3 separate regions of the Mus musculus genome follow, and regions 2 and 3 are each linked to region 1. The links are chromatin contacts, called in public Hi-C maps. All regions are on one chromosome and are shown on one strand. The core of a region is the stretch at or near the end of the contact, and the rest is flanking DNA. Distances in the headings are between cores, read along the strand shown.

Region 1 (4,181 bases), core at 656-3,155:
CACAGCCTCTGTAACTCCTGGTTGTCTGGTTAGCCATCTCTGGTGAATTTAATTACACCCTTTGCTCCTCACAGAGAATATTTAAGTTGGAATCCTGTCTTTTTATTTTGTTACAGGATCTCCTCTGCTTCCCATCAGTGACCAGCATCTTCCCTTGTCTTCTGGACTCCACCTCATCTTTGCTTATTAGACATATTGCTCCTAAAACTATGACCTCCTTTTCCCACTTTAGCAACATCGCATCCCTCATAGGATATTATTCGTCTACAAATGTCACTTGCCGTGTCCTACTTCTGACTGGATTTTGACTGTGTGTTCGGTGTCTTGTGTTTTATGGTGGGTAGCCTCTGCTACACACTGCTGACACACGAGTGATTGATAGTCACTGATAAGATGTGAAGTAAATATACTGTTCATACAACAGATAGTAGAGTATCCCAGAGAGGAGCTGATGCATCTTTCAGTGATCCAGAAGCAGAGGAGGTTGATCTTGGCAGAATAAGAGGTTGTCTAATGGGGACTTCCATGGTTCGGTCTTCCCCACTAAAACCAAGGGAGGGAGCAAATGAGCTTCCTTCTCAGTTGCCCTGATATGGAGCCAGAGGGACAGTGTAGCAGAATAGAGACATGAAGATATTCTATATTCAAAGTATCTAAAGTAGTCTTTATGAAATCACTTTTCAGTCTTCCCCCTTTACCAACTCTTGTTTAATTTTCTCACCAATCGGACTATAGTTTCAGATGCTCCATCAAGCTTTCCCATCACAGGCTCATGGGCTCCATCCAATAAACATCTTTCTCCCATCTTAGGATCTCATCCAGTCACCTTCGCTGCATTTGAGTGCTGTATCTTCTCTTCTGGGTGGTTTGTAACACCAGAGTCCCTGGGCTCCTTCTCAGCCCTTCTTGGGCACCTTTATTTGATACTTCTGACTTGAAAGTCCCTTAAGAACTCTGCCTTCTCTTCTTCTTTTATATTAACTTACATCCATAGCAAATGCAATGATTCTTGATAGATTTAATGGTTGTAACATAGTGTACATTTAGTTTTCTATAGTTACTTGATAATGGTTTCCTCTATTGAAACTATCCTCTATTGAAAGTTCTGTGTGGACTTACCATAGACAGTCCAAACTGATAATTCCCCAAGGAGTCCCTGATTTTCCTCTCCAAGTAATACTCCTGCCGCCTTCTCCATCTTAGATGTTGTCCTCTGGCCCCCTTGGACAAAGGAAGGAAGCTGGAATCCTGACAAATTCCTCCACACTTTCCCTTCTCTCATGATTCCACCCTAGTCTTCCATTCTTACAGTGCATCACTTCCTGCTTGCTGAATCTCTGTAGAGTAAATTGCAATCTGCTGTAAGACACCACCTTGTCTTTCTGGGCTTGCTAACCCTGAATTTCCTTTTGCACTTCTCATGTCCCTTCTCCAACCCATGGCCACAACGACATTTAATAAAGAAGCCAGATAATCCCATTCATTGGTTTCAATATTCCTGTATGTCCACTAGTGTCCCCAGAGTAAATTTTAGCACCCCTGCAATACCATCCAATGGCCTCGATATGGTCATAGTAGTTATGTGGCTATTCCACCTTACGTGCTATTCCAAGTACTAATCATCTTTACATAAATATTGTATAATTAATCTTTATATCCATGGGGTAACCTATTAAACAGAGCAAAATTAGAAAAGAGTGAAGTCAGGATTCCGATCCAGGTGACTCCACCCCGCAACCCCTATCATGCTTTGTTATTTCTCACAAGCAAAGGCATGGACAAAGAAATGAGGACATTGCTCAGCGAGGCATGAAATGAAGGGCGCTCAACCATCTCTAGATTCATACTGGGAAGCCAAGCTCCTGCACACAAGCCCGGCCTGAGAAGCTTTGGCTGCTCTGCCCTGGTTTCCAGCCAGCAGTGGGCCCGGACTGTACATGAATAGTCATTTCCTTCTTTCTTTCCGTCCAAGTGCAGCATCGACAGGGGCAATTCCAGATCTTGGCTTGACCAGTGCTTGTAGGTAGCAGACCAAGAGCAGCAGTTCCAACGGGAGGGAGCATGAGTGTAGTACATTGTTTTTCATAATTCTCACAGGCATGTACCAGAACCCAACAACTTCCTTGTCAAGAGATCAAGTGTTGCTGTTGCTCCCCCAACACCAAATTTTAGCACACCTGCCAATTTCCATATGCTGTGACTAATCAATACCACAGTCCTAAAATAATAGGACAACAGAGTTGGCTCTGCACAGTATTCTGTGGAAAGTGTCGATGGAATGAAGACTGGTTCTTGTTAATAAGGCAACAGGGATAGACAGAGAATTTAATGAACTTTAGCAAAAGTCAGTGTAAAAGAATACGACAAAAACTGCAAAATGCTGTTAGAGACCTCAGAGGGAGGCATCCATTCTGCTAGAGGAACAAGGGGGACATCATAGAGTGGGGAACAGGCCTTTACTAATTCAAAAGTGTGTATTCAATGCCTAGTGTATTGTAGGCTCCAGGTGACTGTCTCATCTATGCCACAGCTCTTATTAATCAAGACAGAAGATTCAGATAGCAAAAAAGGGAAAATCTTCTGATGCATCTTAGGTAATACTCATTTTAAAATATTTATTTATTTATTTATTTATTTATTTATTTATTTATATTGTAGACACTGCCCCCTCCCAGTCCTCCCCACCCCCTCCCTTTGTCCTCTGATGGAGGGAGGGTTCTGGGTATTTCCTCTACCCTGGTGCATCAAGTTAGATTAGGTGCATCCTCTTTCACTGAGGCTAGACAAGGCAGCTCTGTTAGGGGACAGATACCAGTTAGGCTACAGTTTTAGGGAAAGCCTCTGCTCCAGTTGAGATGGAAAATTATCTCCCCATTGAAATGTTTCCTTATTTATCATGAGGACCTGTCTTGATAGGGGAGTATAGAAAATGGAACCAGAAAGCCCCTTGCTTTAGAGTAAAATCCCCAGAAATGAACTGCTGTCAATGGTCAGGTACTGGAGACTTGCAGTTCCCTGGACTGCTATAGAAATTAATGTTGTCACAGGGCATGTGTTTCCTAAGAAGGCATGCTTCTATATGTTGATTGTATCTTAGGGCTTCCATTGCTGTGAGGAGACACCATGACCATGGCAACTTTTATGAAGGAAAACAATTATTTGGGGTTGGCTTACAGTTCTGAGGTTCAGCCCATTATCATTATGGTGGGAAGCCTGGCAGTGCACATGCAGGGCTGGTTCTGGAGAAGGAGCTGAGAGGTTTCTGTTTGTTTGTTTTTTGTTTTTTTTCGAGACAGGGTTTCTCTGTGTAGCCCTGGCTGTCCTGGAACTCACTCTGTAGACCAGGCTAGCCTCGAACTCAGAAATTCGCCTGCCTCTGCCTCCTAAGTGCTGGGATTAAAGGTGTGCGACACCGCTGCCCAGCAGAGCTGAGAATACTATATCCGCTTTGACAGGCAGCAGGAAGAGAGAGTGACCCTGAGCCTGACTTGGGCTTCTGAAATCTCAAAGCCTACCCAAGAAACACACTTCCTCCAACAAGGCCACACCTCCTCCAACAAAGCCACACCCACTCTAACAATGCCACACCTCCTAATAGTGCCTCCCTATGAGCCCATGGAGGTCATTTTTATTCAAACCAACACAGCTTGAAAATACTCTTAAAGTAGTCTGTTTAAATGATTTATGTTCTTATTAAATAGCCTCTTGCCTTTTCTCCAGATATGTCTAGTACTTTGTTCAATTACACCATATCTTTGTGTAGTAAAGATGGGAATTTTTTTTTTTTTTTGTGTGTGTGCTATGATAAATGTTTAAAGCAGACATGATAGCTACTCTGGGAAGAATACAGGAGATAGGAGGGGACATAACTGAGAGGACAATCAGACAGTGAGAGAAACAAGAGGAAGCAAGTACCTGACTTGTCTATTATAATGTTCACATTCCTGACCTTCAGCAGAGCTGTTGTAAGCAAAATCTGTTGGGTTTTGATTTGGAGAATCAAGAGGAAAAATTCTTCTGAATCCGGCTTTTTTGAGGGAATATCACAGCTGGCCCAGCTGCCTCAGGCCTCCATTTCAAGGTCCAACATGAGAACTGGGCACTGATCCATCTCACCTGCCTGGCATGGTGTCACTTGGCAGGTATGTAGGTGGGCACAGGAGAGAATATCACTGGCTGAC
Region 2 (4,181 bases), core at 874-3,373, 220 kb before region 1:
AGTGACACAATTCCTCTAATAAGGCCACACCCCTATGAGCCTATGGAGGCCATTTTATTTTAAAGTGCCACAGATTATCAACAAGAAATGATGCAGTTTCTGAGAAGGAGTTGCTGTCAGCTTGTATGGTGCTATTGTATTGGGATCCTTGCCTCTTTTTCCATATGTTGTGGTTGGAGGCAGGAAGACCCACAGGGGAATAGTGAACTTATTGTTAACTTGGAATATTTCATAATATTTTCTTTTAATGTAAAAATAATGCTATACTTTTCAATATGGCAATAATCAGATATGTGGGTTCATCTCTTCTCTCATTGGAGGAATTTGGGTGTGGCACAAAAATCCTTGTACATGGCCTGGCTTTGCTCCTTCCAGCCCCAGGCTGGGGACTCTTGGCTGGATTGGTTCATGTTGAACTGGAAAGGACCTTGAGTGACCTTGGAATCAAATCTACGGGGCTTTGAGGGACTTTGTCAATTGAACTAAATGAAGTAGGTATGCACACTCATCTTTCTCTATTTCCACAAGACAGATATGATACAACCAAATACCTCAACTCCTGCCTTCATGACGTCTATGCCAGGAAAGACGGAGCCCTCAGACTGTGAGACAAGATAAACCTTCCCCTTCCTTAAGTTGTTTTTGCCAGGCGTTTTGTCATAGCAACAAAATGCAACTATCTATTGGCCACTGTGGAATTGCTATGAGCTGGTTGGCACAGACCTCATGGTGAGAGTTAAGTGTCAAGACCTGTACCCTGCAACCAAAAGTCTGCTCACCTGAAAAGCTTATCTTCCAGAGGAATTATCTTTTTTTCGGGGGAGGGTACTGTTAGTAAAATTTAAATATCATTTAAAAAATGAACATTGGTCAGGAAGTTCTACATAATGCTTGTTATTGCAGGAAGGGAGCCTTGGGTCTTCTGTTTCATGTTTTTCCTGTTGCTATGAGAAATCACCAGAAGCAAAGCAAACTCAAAGAAGGAAAGGTTCTTTTTGGCTAATCATTTCTTGGGGGAAGAAGATCCACCCTGGTGAGGAAGGGATGGAAGCTGGCCAACAGACAGCTTGTTATCTGCAATCAGGAGAGAGGACAGAGTGAGAGTAAGAGGGCAAGAGAGCAGAAAAGCTAGAGAAGAGAGAGATGGAGGGAGAAAGGGGGGGAAGGGGAAGGGAGAGAGTGAGGAGGAAGGGAGAGAGGGAGAAAAAGCAAGAGGCGGGGAGGGAGGGAGGGAGGGAGGGAGGGAGGGAGAGAGAGAGAGAGAGAGAGAGAGAGAGAGAGAGAGAGAGAGAGAGAGAGAGAGAGAGAGAGAGAGAGAGAGAGAGAGAGAGAGAGAGAGAGAGAGAGAGAGAGAGAGAGAGAGAGAGAATATATGCTCACTTTTCTTTTTTATTCAGGTCAGGATTCCAGCCCATGGAAGAGCTCACAGTTAGGTTAGGTCTTCCTACCTCAACTCAATGCAGAGACTCCCTCATTTAGACATTTCCAGAAGCTTGTGTCCATGATGCTTTTAGTTGATAATCTTTACTTTCCCACCACCTTTAAAGTTGTGGGTATAATGTCCAGCCCAGGAATTATTAAGAACGTTCAAGCTCAGACTGCACTTAACTAAATTACCCTTCATCCACTATGAGATTGTTGTCACGTTTTCCACTCTATAGACAGAAGCCTTTGCAATTCGTCTCATTTGTAACATCTCCATCCTTTAAAGTACTTGTCTCTTCACCCTGACATTCCAAACTGGTTCAGCGAGACACAAAGATGTCTCCGAAGGCGGTGGGACTATTAATGCTCAGGTTTAATGAAGTGACAAATCTGATTTCGACAACACTGGCTTACCGTGGGAAAAGTGCCAAACCTAGAATCAGTTTAATTCAATGAAAGCGATGCCTTGTGTAAACTCTACATATCAAATGGCCCCATGTGTGTGTGTGTGTGTGTTTGTGTGTGTGTGTGAATGCATACATGAAAATTATGCAAATATAATAGCACGAATGTAGGTCAGTTTGGAGTAGGCTTTTCATGCCTGCTGATTTTATTTTGCTATTCCTATCTCGAACTGTAGGTGCCAGCAGAGACTTGAGGAATTGCTTCTGCATGTCTCAAACCCCTTTCAAGATGTGTTAATGACTAGGAATGGCCTTGAGCCCAGGCAATCTTGAACTGACTTTACATTCCCAAGCCACAGTTGGCATCCCTTCACAGTTTTGCATTGTACTCTTGTGGTCAGAAGTGAGCACACATCTGTGGTCTGGGAACCTTACAGTGTCTTTTAAATAGGATTTTCCTTATTGGGTGACTGTCTCTGCTCTTTACTGGGGACCCACAGGTACCCCATATAGACTTCTGCTTTTGTTGCCAGTGCCCTGCCCCACCACATCTATTTGTCATACATTTAAGCTTCTTTTGGATCCCAGAGGTTTCTCCAAGATGAATGTATCAAACTTGGCCTAACTCTTGAGTCCTTTGCACCCAGACCCGTTCCCCCAGCCCCAGGGCACAGTATACTTGTATACCTGATACAGACAATCCTGCTGGGCTTCTGATTTGTCTTTAAGTTCTATAATGGATGACACACCACCTTTCTATCCACTAAATATCCCAATCTGTAAGTTAATGGTGCATAGACTTTCACTGTTCTTCCTCATGGAGTGCCATGAAACCACAAAAGAGGGTAAAAGGGAACAGGCTATGTCCTTGAAGACATTTGGGAAGGTATTAGTTAGGCCATTGACAAAATATGCGTGATAGTCATTGCTACAAATAGCCAGCTACACAATCCACATAATTTGCCTGCTTAATATTTTACCTCTATGTTCCAACTCTTCCTAATTTGGATCTATAATAGTCTCATAATCCTGGTCAGCACTATAGCCGTAGATTTCTCTAGACCACCTGTATTAGTTATTCTCTTCATTGTTATAACTAAATACCTGACAGAAAGTGATGTAAGAGGAAAGGTTTGTCTTGGTTCACAGTTCCAGAGTCCAGGTCATAGTATGGACTCATGGCGGTAGGAGCCGCAGACAGCAGCCCAATGCAGCTGGTCACAAGGAACCTACAGCCAGGAAGCAGAGAGAGATGCATGCTGGGGCTCAGCTCACTTCCTCCTTTTCAGCCTGGGACTCCACCCATAGGATGTCATCCGTCATCTTCATTCAGGGTGAATATTCCTTGCTCATTTCAATATTTCTAGAAACACCCAATAGCTATGCCCAGAGGCATGTTTCCATGGTGATTCTAAACTAGTAAAGTTGACAGTGAACATAAACCATCACGTTGTATTTGCTTCTGTTGGGAACCTGCAGGGAAAATTGCTGAATTTAAACTACTTTAAATTTTATTGGTGAGTGAATTCAGTTCACAAGTTGATGTGGTGATTAGTTTCCGTTCGTATTTTGTCTAACCTAAAACTATTACCTAAACCGCTGTTCCATCGCCACCAAAGTGGAGGCGAATGTTTCCTCTGTGGGAAATTTACTTCTTGATGAGCTTTAGACTGGAATGTAGATTTTTGGATCTCCATTTCTCAGTTGAGGAATCCGGGTAGATTCTTTTACTAGGGTAGGTTTCCTTTCTCAGGGGCACCATGAATGGTGAATCTTATCTGATAGCATGGGTGCAACAAGTACTTAATTCTATTTCGGGACACAAGGAAAAAGGCAGAAGAGTGCATATCTGACTGTCAATGTGAGGTCCCTGAACAGTGAGACAAAAGGGAAGGCGAGAGGAGGGGCAAGAAAAGAAGAGAAAAAAAGAGTGGAAGGTGGTATTCTGCTGTGTGTTCACACACAGAGAGATAGCACTTTCTTCAAGATGGGGGATGGACATGAGTCCATCCCCCATCTCCCACCTCCACTCCAACAACCCCCTACCTTCCCCCCAATCCCCCCATCTTGAAGAAAGTGCTGCAAACTTGCTTATCATCTGTTTGGTGAGAAAAGCAAGCTGCCAGTTGTGTGAGAGTCTCTTCAGGGAACATCAAGCTCTCTCTGGAGGTGTAGATGCTGGGGTGTGCTTGGATGGATGAATGTGAGGGAGTGGCCTGACAGCCTTGCTGTGAGGAACAAGGGCTGAGTGGCAGAGGAGACTGGGGTGATTGTGGTCTTGCATGCTTCAGAGATGACCCATTCTTAGCTCCCACCTTGCAAACACCCAATTTGCTCTTGTAATTTGAAGCA
Region 3 (4,181 bases), core at 1,208-3,707, 180 kb after region 1:
TAGTGTGAGGAGAGTAAAAAGTATGGCATATTTGATCAATAATTCAGCTGTGAAATGATTTCTGTACATGTAGGGATATATTATGCATGCCACTTGTGTATAATGGACTTAATTTCTGACTGGTAAGTGGACTATTCTAGCTGATGTGGCTGTTAAATACTTTGAATATCATGTATAAAACAGAATATGAAAGTGATAATTTGGATATAAGGCTATTTGGACTCATTTTAATACAAAATATAACATAAAGTTGGTTACTTAAATATAAAATTGTCATGATTTCACAAGAAAATACTTAGGACAATTAGAATGATCTCTACGGGCACTATCAAATTGAGTATTGATCAGTCAATCAAAAATCAGTTAAAGCAGAAAGTTTTAAAAAATAGTTCTTTTAAATTAAAACAAATATATATACATATTAGATATTAAAATTTTAAATTATAATTTTTAAGTTAGCATACTTTTATTGTAATATCCTCCTCCATAATTTGTTCTCATTCATTTCCCTTCCATGCTCTACAATGTCTCCTCTTCCTCATTTCCCACAAGCTGTTCCCTCCTGCTGGTTCTTTTTCTTGTCCCAGTTGGTGAGCCTGCTGCTTCTTACGTACATGCATATGTTACTCTATTTCCTACTTTCCTTACTCTGTCTCTTACTGTCTCTCTCATTCGCTCATGATCTCTGTTCTAGTTTTGTGACCTAAACACACACAGACACATACACACAATCACATCTAGGGTGAGTCTATTTTCTGACAATCATGAATAGTGCTGAGTGAATGTGGATGTAGTAGTATCTCTGTGGTATGTTGCCTGATAGGGTTTTCAAAACTAAGTATACCTGAACCATACGGTTGTTCTTTATGTTTATTTATTGAAAATCCTCTACATAGATTTCCATATTGGCTAGACCAGTTTACACTTCTACTGATAGTAAATAAGGATGCCTCCTTCTCCACATCTTTGTGAGCATTCATTGTCATCTGTTTACTTGATAGTAGCCATTCTGACTGGGGAGGTAGAATCTATAATTTGTTTTAATTTACATCTCTCTTGTGGCTAAGAATATTGAACATTTTAAAAGATTTTTTGACAGCTTGTATTTATTTATTTATTTATTTATTTATTTATTTATTCTTTGAGAGCTCTGGTTCTTTAGCCTAAATATCAAAAGGCAGTTTTGTGTTGTTGTTGCTTAATTTGGCTGTTTTTAATATATCTTCAATATTAATTCTCTGTCAGATATGTAGACAGCAAATTTTCCCTTTCCATAGTGTCCCATTCGGGTTTTTGGTTGCCTTTCTTGTGCCAAAGTCTCTCAATGTCATGCAACCCTGTTTATCAATTCTTCATTATTTCTTGTGCTATATGAAAATCCCTGATTATATCCCGAAGTGTTTTATGTATGTTTTCTCTAATGGTTTCACAGTTATGGGTAGTACATTAAAGCTTTTGATACCTTAGGAATTAGCTATAGTGCAGCATGAGAGATACTGATCTGGCTTCATTTGTCTACTTGGGAGCATCTCCTTTTCCAAACTCCATGGTCCTGAGGAATGTGTACGACCACTGTGTACCCAAGATAATCTCTTCATCTTCAAATACTTATCTGCAGACTGACCTGACTCAGTTATAGGAACATGGAATATACTTGGATATTTCAGTCATTGTGTGCTACTTTAGGCTTCTTCTTCTCTGTGATGGGAAAGGACAAGACAATTTTAAATCATTTAAGTTTATTTAGGACGAGCATGCCTCAATGAGTGGTCATTATTCTTCATACTTGAAAATAATTGAGAAGAAGATTGGTTATTTTACTGGGCAGTAGAGACCATCACAAGGGGGAGGGAAGGGAGAGAGGGGAGGGGGGAGGGGAAAAAGGGGAGGAGCAGTAGAGGGAGCGGAATAGAGCAAGCGAAGATCGAGCCATGCAGAGGTAATATAGAAGATAGAAACACATGTTTTGTTTTTAAATATTGAGTAGAGGAACCCAATTCACGAATACTCAGAATCATAGGAAATGAGGAGGAAAGAATCTGAATGACAGGACACTGGCTGCACAACATATCATTGGAAAATGGCATGATCAGAGCAATGGATATGAGAAATGAAGTCATAGTAATTTGTAGATTCCTTTTATCACATTCACTTCCCTTCACCCCGTGTGTATGTGTGTGTGTGATTTTGTGCTTTCACAGTGTTAAATCCACCAAGTCCTAGATGAGATGCTTAGGTGTATAAGCTTTCAAGTGTGTGACAATTAGTCTGCTAGTTGACTACTTGGTGCATGAGAAATCACCTATCACAGAGAACTTAAGGCATCGATCTATTTAGTCTTGATTCCAAATGAAGTAGCCAGTGGGAAGTTTCTGGAAATCTGTTGGGCTTGGCAGGGCTCTCTTGTGTGCCTGTAGTCAACTGCCAGGTTGCCAGGTGGCTTTACTGGCCCCATTTGGGCTCTCTTTCATGTGCATTAGGCCCCCAGCTGAGACATCTGTCCCAATTTACTGTCCTATGCATGTCTCATCCTAAGAGCCAAACTGGTCATATCCTGTTCTTTTTGAGATTATAACGAAATTACATCATTTCTGCTTTCCCTTTCCTCATTCTCATATACTTCTCCTCTCTGTCTTTCAAATACATGTCCTCATTTATCATTAATTGTTGTTATATGTCTATATGAGTGTGTATATATATGCATTCCTAAATATATATGCACACACACAAATATATATATATATATATATATATATATATATATATATATATCACAAACATAAAATTATATGTTACATTTTTTTTCAGAGATTACCGTCTTGGTATTTTGGTATTGGATAACCAATTCATGAGCTCTTCTCTGGGAAAGGCTTTCGCCTCTTTTAGCATTCCTTAGTTGCCTGTAGTTTTTGTATGGGTTTGAGGCCTTGTGGGTTTTCTCCCTGACTTCCTTAGCATGTTTTATTGTTTAAATCTTTGTTCTCCATTTTTAGCTCATGTTTAGGTAGTCATGCTGGTGAGACTTTATAGGTGTAGCTTCTGACATTACTATGAGGCACAATCTCACAGCAAACTCCCTGATCCTCTGCCTCTTCTAATCTTTTGGCCTCCTCTTATACAATGCTTCCTGAGCCTTAAATGTGGAAATTGTATTGTATGCAAAAACATTGGAACTGGGATATAGGACTCTGTTGGTTATAGTTTTCTGTAATTAACTGTGTCTGTTGCAAAGAGAGACTTCCTTGATTAGGAATGAAGACTATATTTTTCTGTGGGTATAAAGATAAACATTTAAAATATAGTTATGGATTATGTTGTTTTAGTAAAGTGGTGACTATAGGTTCTATTCGAATAAGCATGGTTTTACTAGCCTTGGGTAGTTGGATAGGTTTCTAGAACTAGGCATGTTTTCCCTCTTGTCGAGTGGGTCTTAAGTCAAATTAGAGAGCTGTTGGTTACTACCAATGTATGCATGCCATTACGGCACCCTTAGGGTTCTCCTGCCTTGCTGGTTGTTGGTTATTGTTAACAGGAGATACAACTGGGTATGACAGTTGGATGCTTCTCTCCTTTAGAAACTTGCATGGTATCTTCTAGTAACATGAAAGCTAGTTTTTAGGGGGAAAGCATTCAGGCCAATTTTAGCTCAGATGTCTTTGAGCTCTGTATATGAAGTCCATGGTTTCTTTAGCAATAGAGACTTACTTTCCACCTCTAGTGGGCAACCAAGGGAAATACCAATAGCCTTGTAGTGTTTTATGAAAATCTGTTGGACAATGCTGGCCAACAGCTCAGAGGAGGGCTTCTCATGTGATGGTGTTGCTATTTTGTGAATATGTTGTGAAATTGTCCTTGGACCTTGACAATCACTGTTAGCCTAGATGAGAAGTGTTTATTTAGGATACATATATATATATATATATATATTCCCCCTCCCCCCCCATGGACTTACCTTTACTATAAGTTTTTACAAGGTAGATATCCTTATGATGGTTTTGGCCATCCTTAATCTTATTTTACTTCTTCCTTCCTCTTCTGTATCTATCTCCCTTCCTGTTCCTAGTTCCAGGCCCCTCTCTGGCTCTTTCCCCAATTTGGTGATTAGATCATTTATGTCTTGCTATTCCCCCTCTTCCCTATCTTGGCAACAGTACTTTTTAAAATTTCTTAGTTTCCATAGT

What was found. Hi-C and Micro-C count contacts between places; a contact is called where the count stands out from the background.
Region 2: a contact with region 1 is called in a Hi-C map of cerebellum, with 1.7 times the contacts expected there. The contact joins two enhancer-like sites. A contact is called at or near these places in 6 of 484 Hi-C or Micro-C datasets (the AML12 cell line, cerebellar granule neurons, cerebellum and 2 more).
Region 3: a Hi-C map of cerebellum shows a contact between it and region 1, with 2.4 times the contacts expected there. The contact joins two enhancer-like sites. A contact is called at or near these places in 4 of 484 Hi-C or Micro-C datasets (brain, cerebellar granule neurons and cerebellum).

What each region holds. Positions count from the first base shown.
Region 1 is chr10:66,355,630-66,359,810 of GRCm38.p6, reverse strand. All of the region lies in intron 2 of Gm40677 (a long non-coding RNA gene), which reads left to right. Among named protein-coding and RNA genes, the nearest start is that of Gm22594, 130 kb to the left of the region's middle. Within about 2 kb of position 1,905, at least 9 of the 459 cell types and tissues checked have an H3K27ac peak or open chromatin away from gene starts, as enhancers often do. A contact at or near this core is called in cerebellar granule neurons and cerebellum, where this site is marked.
Region 2 is chr10:66,572,948-66,577,128 of GRCm38.p6, reverse strand. No RefSeq gene overlaps it. Among named protein-coding and RNA genes, the nearest start is that of Gm40677, 63 kb to the right of the region's middle. Within about 2 kb of position 2,123, at least 7 of the 459 cell types and tissues checked have an H3K27ac peak or open chromatin away from gene starts, as enhancers often do. A contact at or near this core is called in cerebellar granule neurons and cerebellum, where this site is marked.
Region 3 is chr10:66,179,702-66,183,882 of GRCm38.p6, reverse strand. The region is part of intron 2 of 1700023F02Rik (RIKEN cDNA 1700023F02 gene); the gene reads left to right. Among named protein-coding and RNA genes, the nearest start is that of Gm22829, 11 kb to the right of the region's middle. Within about 2 kb of position 2,457, at least 2 of the 459 cell types and tissues checked have an H3K27ac peak or open chromatin away from gene starts, as enhancers often do. A contact at or near this core is called in cerebellar granule neurons and cerebellum, where this site is marked.